Linked DNA regions of Sus scrofa: region 1 is linked to region 2. The links are chromatin contacts, called in public Hi-C maps. All regions are on one chromosome and are shown on one strand. Each heading gives the region's core, a stretch centred on a gene start, on an enhancer-like site or on the middle of the called end of the contact. The rest is flanking DNA. Distances are from core to core; before and after follow the strand shown.

Region 1 (4,435 bases), core at 659-3,158, 79 kb before region 2:
TATATTTTAGAGCAGAATTCGTCACAGCAAGCTTCGATACTGTCATAAAAATTTAATTGAAAGCGGAAAACATGCTGATGTGTTGGTGATAGGCTTAAAATATTAAAGACTTCAAAAACCCCCAAGCACTTCTTCTCTGTACAACGTTGATGAATATATATCTTTGCTATATAATTTTAAAACATGGAATAGTTTTCCTTTTCTCTTTGCTATATATAATATATGTCTTCCAAAATACATTGTCAGTATTTATATCTGAAAAATACTGTACAAAAAGAACTTCCTATAATTACTCTGTATAAACATTAGACATTTAATAATCTCTCCTTTTGGTCTACAGTAAACATTTAAATTGATTGGATTAACCACAGTTTGTGACACACCATCCCCTTCTGAGGTACACACCAGTGTCTTTTACATTCATTTTTCAGAAGTCCACTTTATAAGAGCACATACGTTCAAAAGCAAACAGAGAAGAAACATAAGCTCCAGAATAATTAATTTATGAAGCATTCAAAAATGACACCACTAGGAAAAAGGGTTTTACAAAACATCAACTTATTAACTTAACTGATTTTTTTTTAAGCAACCAGGTATAATTCACAAAAATATATATATTACAAAAAATGGGGAAAACTGAATCTTAAGTAATTGAATTGTATTGAATATCAAGAGGGATGTGGAAAAAAGTTAACTAGAAAATTGGGGGTTGGGAGTCTGGGACAGGGGAGAAAACAAAGCAAACACATCAATATCAAAGCTGTTCCAAGATGCATTTTTGGGCTGTATACTGCTAAGTTAACCCCTCGTTCTTAGACCTGGCATTTCCCTCTGCTTCCCTGTCCTGGGGATGTTCTGGGCATGCTCAAATGCATTACTGTAATTTTTGTTTTTTAAAAGACAGTGAAATTCTTAGGTAGGGAAAATATCCTACGTCCACTAGTAATACTCAGGCAGCATGCTCTAGCGTACAATAGGATTATTGCTTTAGGTAGAAACAGTGCAAAAACACACTCTGTGTTCTATAATAGTACTCTTACTTGCTGGGGTTGGTAGAGTTCAAAGGAAACTTAGTAGATAGCAGTAAGTAAATATGGGATCTAATAAATCTAAACAGCACTTTAAATTTGAAGACGATTATCACCAAAACGGAAAATATGAGGAAAGCAACTTAAAACTGAAGAGAGCTGCAGTGTAGTGCTAAGTTATTCTGTGCACCTTATTAGCTGGGTAACTTACAGGTTAAACAGAAACAAGAGCCTGTGGTCTTGAAAACCGACATATACTATTTCACCAGGGCCCTTCTTAGTGGACCCAAGCAGAGGGTCCTGGAAAACAGGTAAGAGCCAACATGAAGCCACGCTGAAAGGGCAGGAGTGGAGGAAGAGGAGGGGGCAGGAAACCCTTGAGAGGTCTCTGCAGTCCAGTAAAAACATGGCACCTTTCATTTTAGGAACTAAAAGACCATGAGGGCTATCAAAATGGCAAGTGCAAAGGAACGCACACACACAAACACACACACGCACACACATACACACGAGCACAAGCACATACTCACACACACCATTGACCACACATGAGCACAAGCACATACTCACACACACATACACACACCAAAATGTGAGTCCGTTGTGTTGATGCGTCTGGTAAAGTGCTGATGTCAGGAAGGTCGGTCGGGTGCGGTGCTATCAGCCAGGCAGCCACTGTCCGGGGCCGCGGACGCCCGCCTACAGGGGCCCGTGCCGGGCCTCGTACTTGGCCAGGATGTTCTTGCACTTGCCCAACTCTTTGCGCAGGTCGGCCACCTCCTGGCGCAGCGCCGAGTTCTCCTTCTCCAGGAAGGACGCGCGGATGGCGATCTGGTTCTCCTTGAGGCGCCGCGCGTCGCGCGAGCGCTTGGCCGCCATGTTGTTCTTCCGGCGGCGCGCCCAGTACTTGTCGTCCTGCTCGGGGCGGACCGACAGACCGCGGTTAGACCTCGGCCGCGCGCCGGCCCCGCCCCGGGCCTCGCCCCGCGCCGGCCCCGCCCGGAGCCCAGGGGTTGCGCCCGGAGCCCAGGGGTTGCGCCCGGAGCCCAGGGGTTGCGCCCGGAGCCCAGGGGTTGCGCCCGGAGCCCAGGGGGTTCCGTCCGCAGATCGCGCCCCCTCCCCGAGGCCCTGGCAAAACCCGGGGTAACTGGCGGGGGCACTCCCCCACCTCAGCCCCATGCTCCCTGGATGAGGCTGATGCCTTCTCTCTCTTTGCTGAAACTGTTTGGAACCCTTTTCTTCCCCACGCACGTGGCCACACATGCTTCCTGCTCTAAGTGGATCCATTATTGTTGGAAGGCCACTGGGCAAGATCAGCGATTTAAATGCCGCGCCATCTCTAGGCTCTCATCCTATTCCAGTCTTCATCACCTGCTCACTCCCACGCGCACAAAAGTTTTATGCAGCGTTGTTTGTAGTAGAACAAAATGGAGAAAAACTCCTATTTATCGGTAGGAACTTTAATAACTACATCATGGTAGACACAGAGAACTGTTAAAAATAACCATCCGGCTGAACTGGAAAGATGCTCGGGATGTGCCACTATGTGCGGGAAGCAGTAGGTGATTTGCAGGTATGCAAATTTCCTGTTTAACTGTTCTCTAGGCCTTCTTAGCCTGAGTGCTGTTTAATTGTGGTCAATGTGAAAGCAATCCCTCCTTGCCCCCCATGGCTGCTCCCCCTGCCACAAAGGGAAAACCTTCGTAGGAGTACTAAGGTATGTAAGCCTTCCTTTCATGGTACCACCTGATGAGTTTTGCAAGCTTCTTTCAGTAACTTGCAGCAATAAATTCCTGAATCCTAGCAAAGCTAATACCTGCAGTAATGTGACACCCAGAATAAGGGTGAATGACTGCGACCAGTTCTTACCCTCCCCCAGGGTTCCAAGGGGCATTTGGCACTGGAGGAGGTCACATGGGTTGGGGCCAAGGCCCAGAGAGAGCAAGGTCCAAGGTCAGTGATCTGCCCTATCCCTGCCTATTACCCTCCAACATTTGCCCAGCAAAAAGACAGGAAGTGTGAGATAGAAAGCATGTTCAGGCACCTTCTGCCTGCCCTTCACAAGCTGGTACTGTTCCCTTATTTATAAAGCACTCCCAGCTTGCTATACATATCATAATAATACATAACAAAGTGAAAAGCATGATCATAATAGCTGGTACCAGAATTCTCCATAGAGAGGAGGCTGTCCTTTGGAAAATACCTGGATAAGTAAGCTTGGGGCAAGATTTGTTGATTGTCCTTCAGAAAGGAAGCTGGGAAGCTGGAGGAAGGGGAGAGAGAGGCTAGGCCAGTTGGCTAGAGAGAAGCTGGGAGGGGCTAAGAGAGTGCAAGACTCCACAGGCTCATTAACAACAGTGAGACCTCCTGTTGTGATGGAAATTATGTTACTAAGCCCCAATTCCATCCCCTTAGTCAGTAAACCCACCATACTCAACAGTGTTCCCAGGAGTGTGGTTTCTAACTTGATTTGGAAGAGGGGCTGACTTAGGATGTATCAGAACCTGCACAGAGGGGCCAGGGAGTGAGGAGGTGGCCTGAGAACAAGACCCTGGGAAATTGGAGAAGCTGTGTGTTCGGGAGGGGATGAGGAAGGGGTACCACCACAGGCCATGGATCTGGTGGTTTGTGACCAGCTTTTAAGGGACAGAGGAGTCTTGGGGAATCAGCCTAACAGCCAATTTACGAGCTCTTCTCACTGGAATTCTAGGGTGCCTTCAATTCCTAGCCTCAGCTGTCTACCTGTGCAAGTGAGTTAGGAAAGGTGTGAAAAGGGGACCACCTCAGGTGAGAAGGGAGTTGGGAAAAGGAGTGGGGCAGAAGAGCAGAAGGTAGGAATGTTGAGAGAGGCACTGTCCCGGACTAGAAAAACCAGCTTCCCCTGCTTTGTTAGCAGATTGGGGCGGGGGCGGGGGACAGTATATTGACTGGGGCTCATATAGCACCTGTACCCTTCTCTGTCTTCCAGGCACAGATGCCACCTGGCTCCTGCAGTACCCCCACCTGGCAAAGACCCTCTCAGGCCAGTCCCATCCTCTTCTTGAGAGTCTTGTGTTTGATGCCACCTCCTCCCAGCAGGTCCCTCCTGGCATGTTAGCACTGAGGGTAGGAACACTGTCAGTAGCGGCTCACCTTAGAATCCCCAGGCCCTGACAAAGGACTGGCCAGACACCCGCAATTGAAACATATTTGTTAAGTGAATGGATGGGCGTTTGAAAGACACCACGGTGATTAAAGGGATAATCAGCCAGGAATCAGTATGCTCCACCTTCAGCCTCCCAGGAGGCGCCTGCTAGCCCAAAGGAATGGCTCCCAAGAGGAAGTTAAGGCAGCAGAAGGGAGGGCCATTTCACTGAGTTTGCCCATCCAGTGCTGGAGACCACACACATCTCCCACCCACCCCTTTT
Region 2 (4,462 bases), core at 1,586-4,085:
AACAAAAAACAAAAAACAACACAGGGAGAAGACAGCCATCTACAAGCCAAGATGAGAGATCTCAGAAGAAATAACTTTGCTAACACCTTGATCTCAGACTTCTAGCCTCCAGAACTGTGAGAAAATGAATATCTGCTCTTGGAGCCACCAGCCTTACCACTCAGTGGTTTTTTTTTATTGGGGTTCCCCTATAAAATGAATGCATTGGATCAATGTATTCATCTGCCATGGAGGTAAGATTTAATCCTATTCTTTAACAAGTTCATGCTCAGAAGGGAATGCCCCTGTCATCATTTTGACCCTTTAGTTAGAATAAGGACTTTGGCCTGGTATCACTTAGGCATGGTATCACTTTAGGAGGTTCTGCTGGCAAATAACAGGTAATCTAACTCTAATGACTGAAGTAACAAATGGGATGTGTTTGACTCAAACAAATGAAATAGAGGTAGTGCAGGCTGCAAGGGAAGTTTGATCAGGGTGAGGCCTCCTCTGCCCCTCCTTATTTATCAGGTGTATGGTTGGGTTGGCTTCCCTTAAGGTAGAAAGACAGCATCAGTAGTTACATATGTTTCTTTATCCCCATCCAAGGATAAAGAATGTCATCCTGTAACCACTAAAAACAAGTTCAGGCTTCTTCTGATTGAACAGTCATTGTTACACTAATAATAACAACAGCAGTATCAACAACAAATGTTCTCCAGCTCTTAACATGTGCCAGCCAGCCTTCTAAGTGCTTTTGCTGAATTAACTCTTTTAATCCCCATAAGAAGAGCAATGGGACTACAATGATTTGTTAATTCAATCAAGGTCTGAGGGCTGAGGGGAGGTAAGTCCTGCCCCTCAAAGTATAACACGCAGAATGGATATTAGGGAAGCAACCACAATATGAACTATAATCATGTCTGCAAAATCGTAACTGCACCAGGCTTCTGGTTACCTTAACCATCTAGCTCAATACAGGCAAAAAAGTAAGATATGTCCTGCTTTCATTGTCCACATTACCTAAATTACTTTCCCCTAAATGTCCTTTTGAGTGTCACAGCTTTGTTTTTTCCTTGCAGGTACAGATGCCAACAGAGAGCAAGCTGGGAAGCATGCAGGTTTCTGGAACTTAGTACCCAGACTCATGACCTTCTTCCTATAAGTTATAGTGGCCTTTCAGGTCAGTCTCAGGGCTTCTTTGATTCTGCTGCTTTTCTGACATTTTCAGAGAGGTGTGGAAACTTCTAATCTTGTTCTGGCTTGTGTGAAGCTACTTTCTCTGTTCTCTTGATTCACAAGAAAGGAGCAATCAGAGAGAGCATTAGTGCTTCTTTAGTAGGTATCACTCTTATCCTTCCCTTCCCTCGTACGTTGCTACCCAGTTCCCCATAAGGCGGAAATGCACTGATCTGCCAATTTTTTTTCCATTTTTCAAACTTGAATTCAATTAGAATTGTATCATGGGTCACAAAAACTACACATGCAATGTATTATGATTTATGGCATTCTAGTAAATCATGGGTTCATTTCATTAAGCTTCATTGATTTGAAATGAGTAGCAGGCAATTTACTGCCTGAACACTAAGTATTTAAATTCTACATTGCTACAAATTACTACAACTTTTTTTTGGAAAATAGTTTGACAGTGCTTTATCAGAAGTTACAGGAGTTCCCTGGGGGTTCAGTGGGGTAAGGATCCAGCAGTTGTCACTGCAGTAGCTTGGGTTGCTGCTGTGTTGCAGGTTCAACCCCTGACCTGGGAATTTGGGCACCCCATGATGTAGCCAAAAAAGAAAAATAAAAAAGAAGTTACAAAATATTTCTGCCTTCTTTCTAGCCATCCTATTCCTAGGATTTACTTTAAAATGGAGGGGTAAAAGCGTTGTGCACAACTATGTTCATTAAAGACTGGTTTAGAATAACATAAATGGAAACTGTATACATTCCAACTACATGTGCTGGCTAAGACAATTATAGTAAAGGACTCCATGAGGGAAATATTATGTAACTATTAGTAGTTCCCTTTGTTTGGAACACTTCTCCACCCCCCTGCCTTACTTTTCTGCCAGCTAACTCCCACTTAGCCTTCCAGACTGAGGGTACCCACCCCTGCGCTTGGGTGCCCCTTCCCTGTGCTTATATAACACCTGGGCACACCTCTGTCAAGGATTTACAGCCGACGGCAGCGTAGCCCATTGACTTGGCTTCCTCTTCTTCCACTGGATTGCAACCCACTGTGGCAGAGCCCGTTGTGCAACAAGTTAAAAAGCAGAAAGGGAGGGGGCAAGACCTAAAATTAACTCCAAATACATAAAACTCAGGCTTCAGTTGATTCAGGGCCGCCTTCACACCCCCAGGCCCATCAGCACCACTATCACCTCTTAAATCTCTAGTGGAAGGTGAGAAATGTGCTTAAAATCCTTGTGGGGACATGTGGGGGAGGGGTGGAAGTGGCAAGGAGGGCAGTGGGTAGAAGATGAGAAATGGGGGGCGTAAGAAGATTGCTGCAAATGTCCAGAAGCCTTTCACATTCTTTTCTATTTCCTTTGACAAAGTTCGTTTCCATGTATGGCTGAGTTCCTTTATAACAAACAGGAACCGCAAAGAATCGATGGGATTCTGTTGACACCGCAACGCAATGTGACCTTTCCTCTTTACAGGCAGCATTGCTTCAGAAAGCCGCGTGCGGATGTCAGGAACGTGAGCCCGCTTTCCTGTGTGGGTCATCTCCATCCCGCTCCCAGAGGCACTGCGCGGCGCTCCATTTGCCCGCCCGACTTCGGAGCGGAGCGCCCCAGAGGGAGGAGAACCGGCAAATCCTTTCCGGCGCCGAGAGCCCGCGGACCCCGCCCGCCCCGCCGCGCCCGGCCGTCACGTTGGCTGCGGAGCGCCTGCCGGCTGCGCTCCAGCGGGAGGTGCCGGGGTAGCTGAGGGGAGCTGGTCACGTGACAGGAGGAGTCTGACCTACTTTTCCCGAGGCCGGCGCAGGCGCACATCTCCTCTGCGCGCCGCTGGATGCCTCACGTGGAATCGCACGTGCGGCTCCTCTGCCGGGGCTGCAAGCTCTGCGCCTGCTAATGGAGGGTCGGCGGACGGGCGTGGCTGAGCCCGGGGGCGGGAGACCCAGAGCTTACTCTGCGGATACCGCGATCTTCACCCCAACATGGAACCCGCAGCTTTGAAGAGGTGTTGCGGCGCCTGCTCGCGAATTCATCGAATTTAACATTTCATGAATTCAAAAATGAAAACAAAGTTACTGAACATAAGCCTTTTGTTTGAATCAGCAATTCCACTACCCAGAATTGATCCTACAGATGCGGTCCCACTTCTATGAAAAGTCTCCCTAGAAGGGTAATCATGACACCACTGTTTGACATAGCAGAGGATGGGAACTGCTCTTAAATGTCCAACAGTAAATCTGGTCAAATTCATGGAAACAGAAGTTAGTTTAGGGCTATGTTTGGAATTGTCTGCACTGGTTACAAAGTAATGAACTCTATAGATTCTGATGTGGAGAGACCTCCAAGATACACTGTGATCTAAAAAAAAAATATAAAATGGGGCACAACATTGTGGATGAGTTGTTAACATTTGTGTCATATATATATACACACACACACACACTCATATATATTATATATATTCATAAATGTATAGCTCTGGAAATAGGCACAAGAAATGCAAAGAAAGACGTGGTTGAGGGGGTCAGGAGAAGAAGAAAGATTGATTTTACACTTACACCCTTTGGTAACTTAAATGTGGTACCCTGTGTGATTAATTTATTTTTAAAAATAAAATCTAAAAGAGTTTTTTTAGCACTTACTCTGTGCTGGGCACCAGGTTTCATGTAAATCATTTCCTTCTAGAAGGTTTGTTATGTGCCCTATTTGCTACACTTTATTCTGCTCAGCTTTATTGTAGTGTTTCAAGCTTTCTGAGAAACTCTTGAGAAAAACTGTAATTCCCAAGATACCCATCCAACAAGGCTTCTACATATTTAAGATCCTCTCTCAGTTTTATATCTTAAGGGAGACAACGTAACAGAGGGAGGGCCTCTCAGCCACAAACATTTACAAGATAAAGCCTATAGAGCACTTTTGGATCTGTAATTAACCTTTACCCTCCCAATTACTCTGTGAGTTTGTAACCCAGCTATTATTGTCATTATGGTTATTATATGTCGACCAGTTATAATATATTTGGTTGCCAGTAACACAAAAATCCAACTCTAAGTGGCTTGAACAGGAAACTCATTTAACTGAAGTCCAGGATAGGATGGACTTCAGGGATGGTTTGATTCAACAGCTAAACAATATTGCTAGGACCTGGTTTCCTTCCATCTGTCTGCCATGCCTTCCAAGTGGTCAGCTTCATCTAAAGTTTTGGGAAGTTCTCACTTAATGAAAATGCTTCTTTCACAGAGTCAGCAAGCAGACATCTTTCCTGTACTATTGGCCTGAATTGGGGCAAGGGCCCACAT

Evidence for each region. Hi-C and Micro-C count contacts between places; a contact is called where the count stands out from the background.
Region 1: a Hi-C map of liver shows a contact between it and region 2, with 3 times the contacts expected there. The contact joins two enhancer-like sites. A contact is called at or near these places in 2 of 47 Hi-C or Micro-C datasets (liver and skeletal muscle) and 1 of 2 datasets of contacts at active chromatin or transcription factors (skeletal muscle).

The regions. Positions count from the first base shown.
Region 1 is chr12:31,636,789-31,641,223 of Sscrofa11.1, reverse strand. HLF (hepatic leukemia factor) reads right to left here. Exons shown (of 4, transcript XM_021067250.1): 4 at 1-1,943. The coding sequence ends at 1,728. Among named protein-coding and RNA genes, the nearest start is that of HLF, 50 kb to the right of the region's middle. Within about 2 kb of position 1,908, at least 31 of the 83 cell types and tissues checked have an H3K27ac peak or open chromatin away from gene starts, as enhancers often do. A contact at or near this core is called in liver and skeletal muscle, where this site is marked.
Region 2 is chr12:31,558,859-31,563,320 of Sscrofa11.1, reverse strand. No RefSeq gene overlaps it. Among named protein-coding and RNA genes, the nearest start is that of HLF, 28 kb to the left of the region's middle. Within about 2 kb of position 2,835, at least 48 of the 83 cell types and tissues checked have an H3K27ac peak or open chromatin away from gene starts, as enhancers often do. A contact at or near this core is called in liver and skeletal muscle, where this site is marked.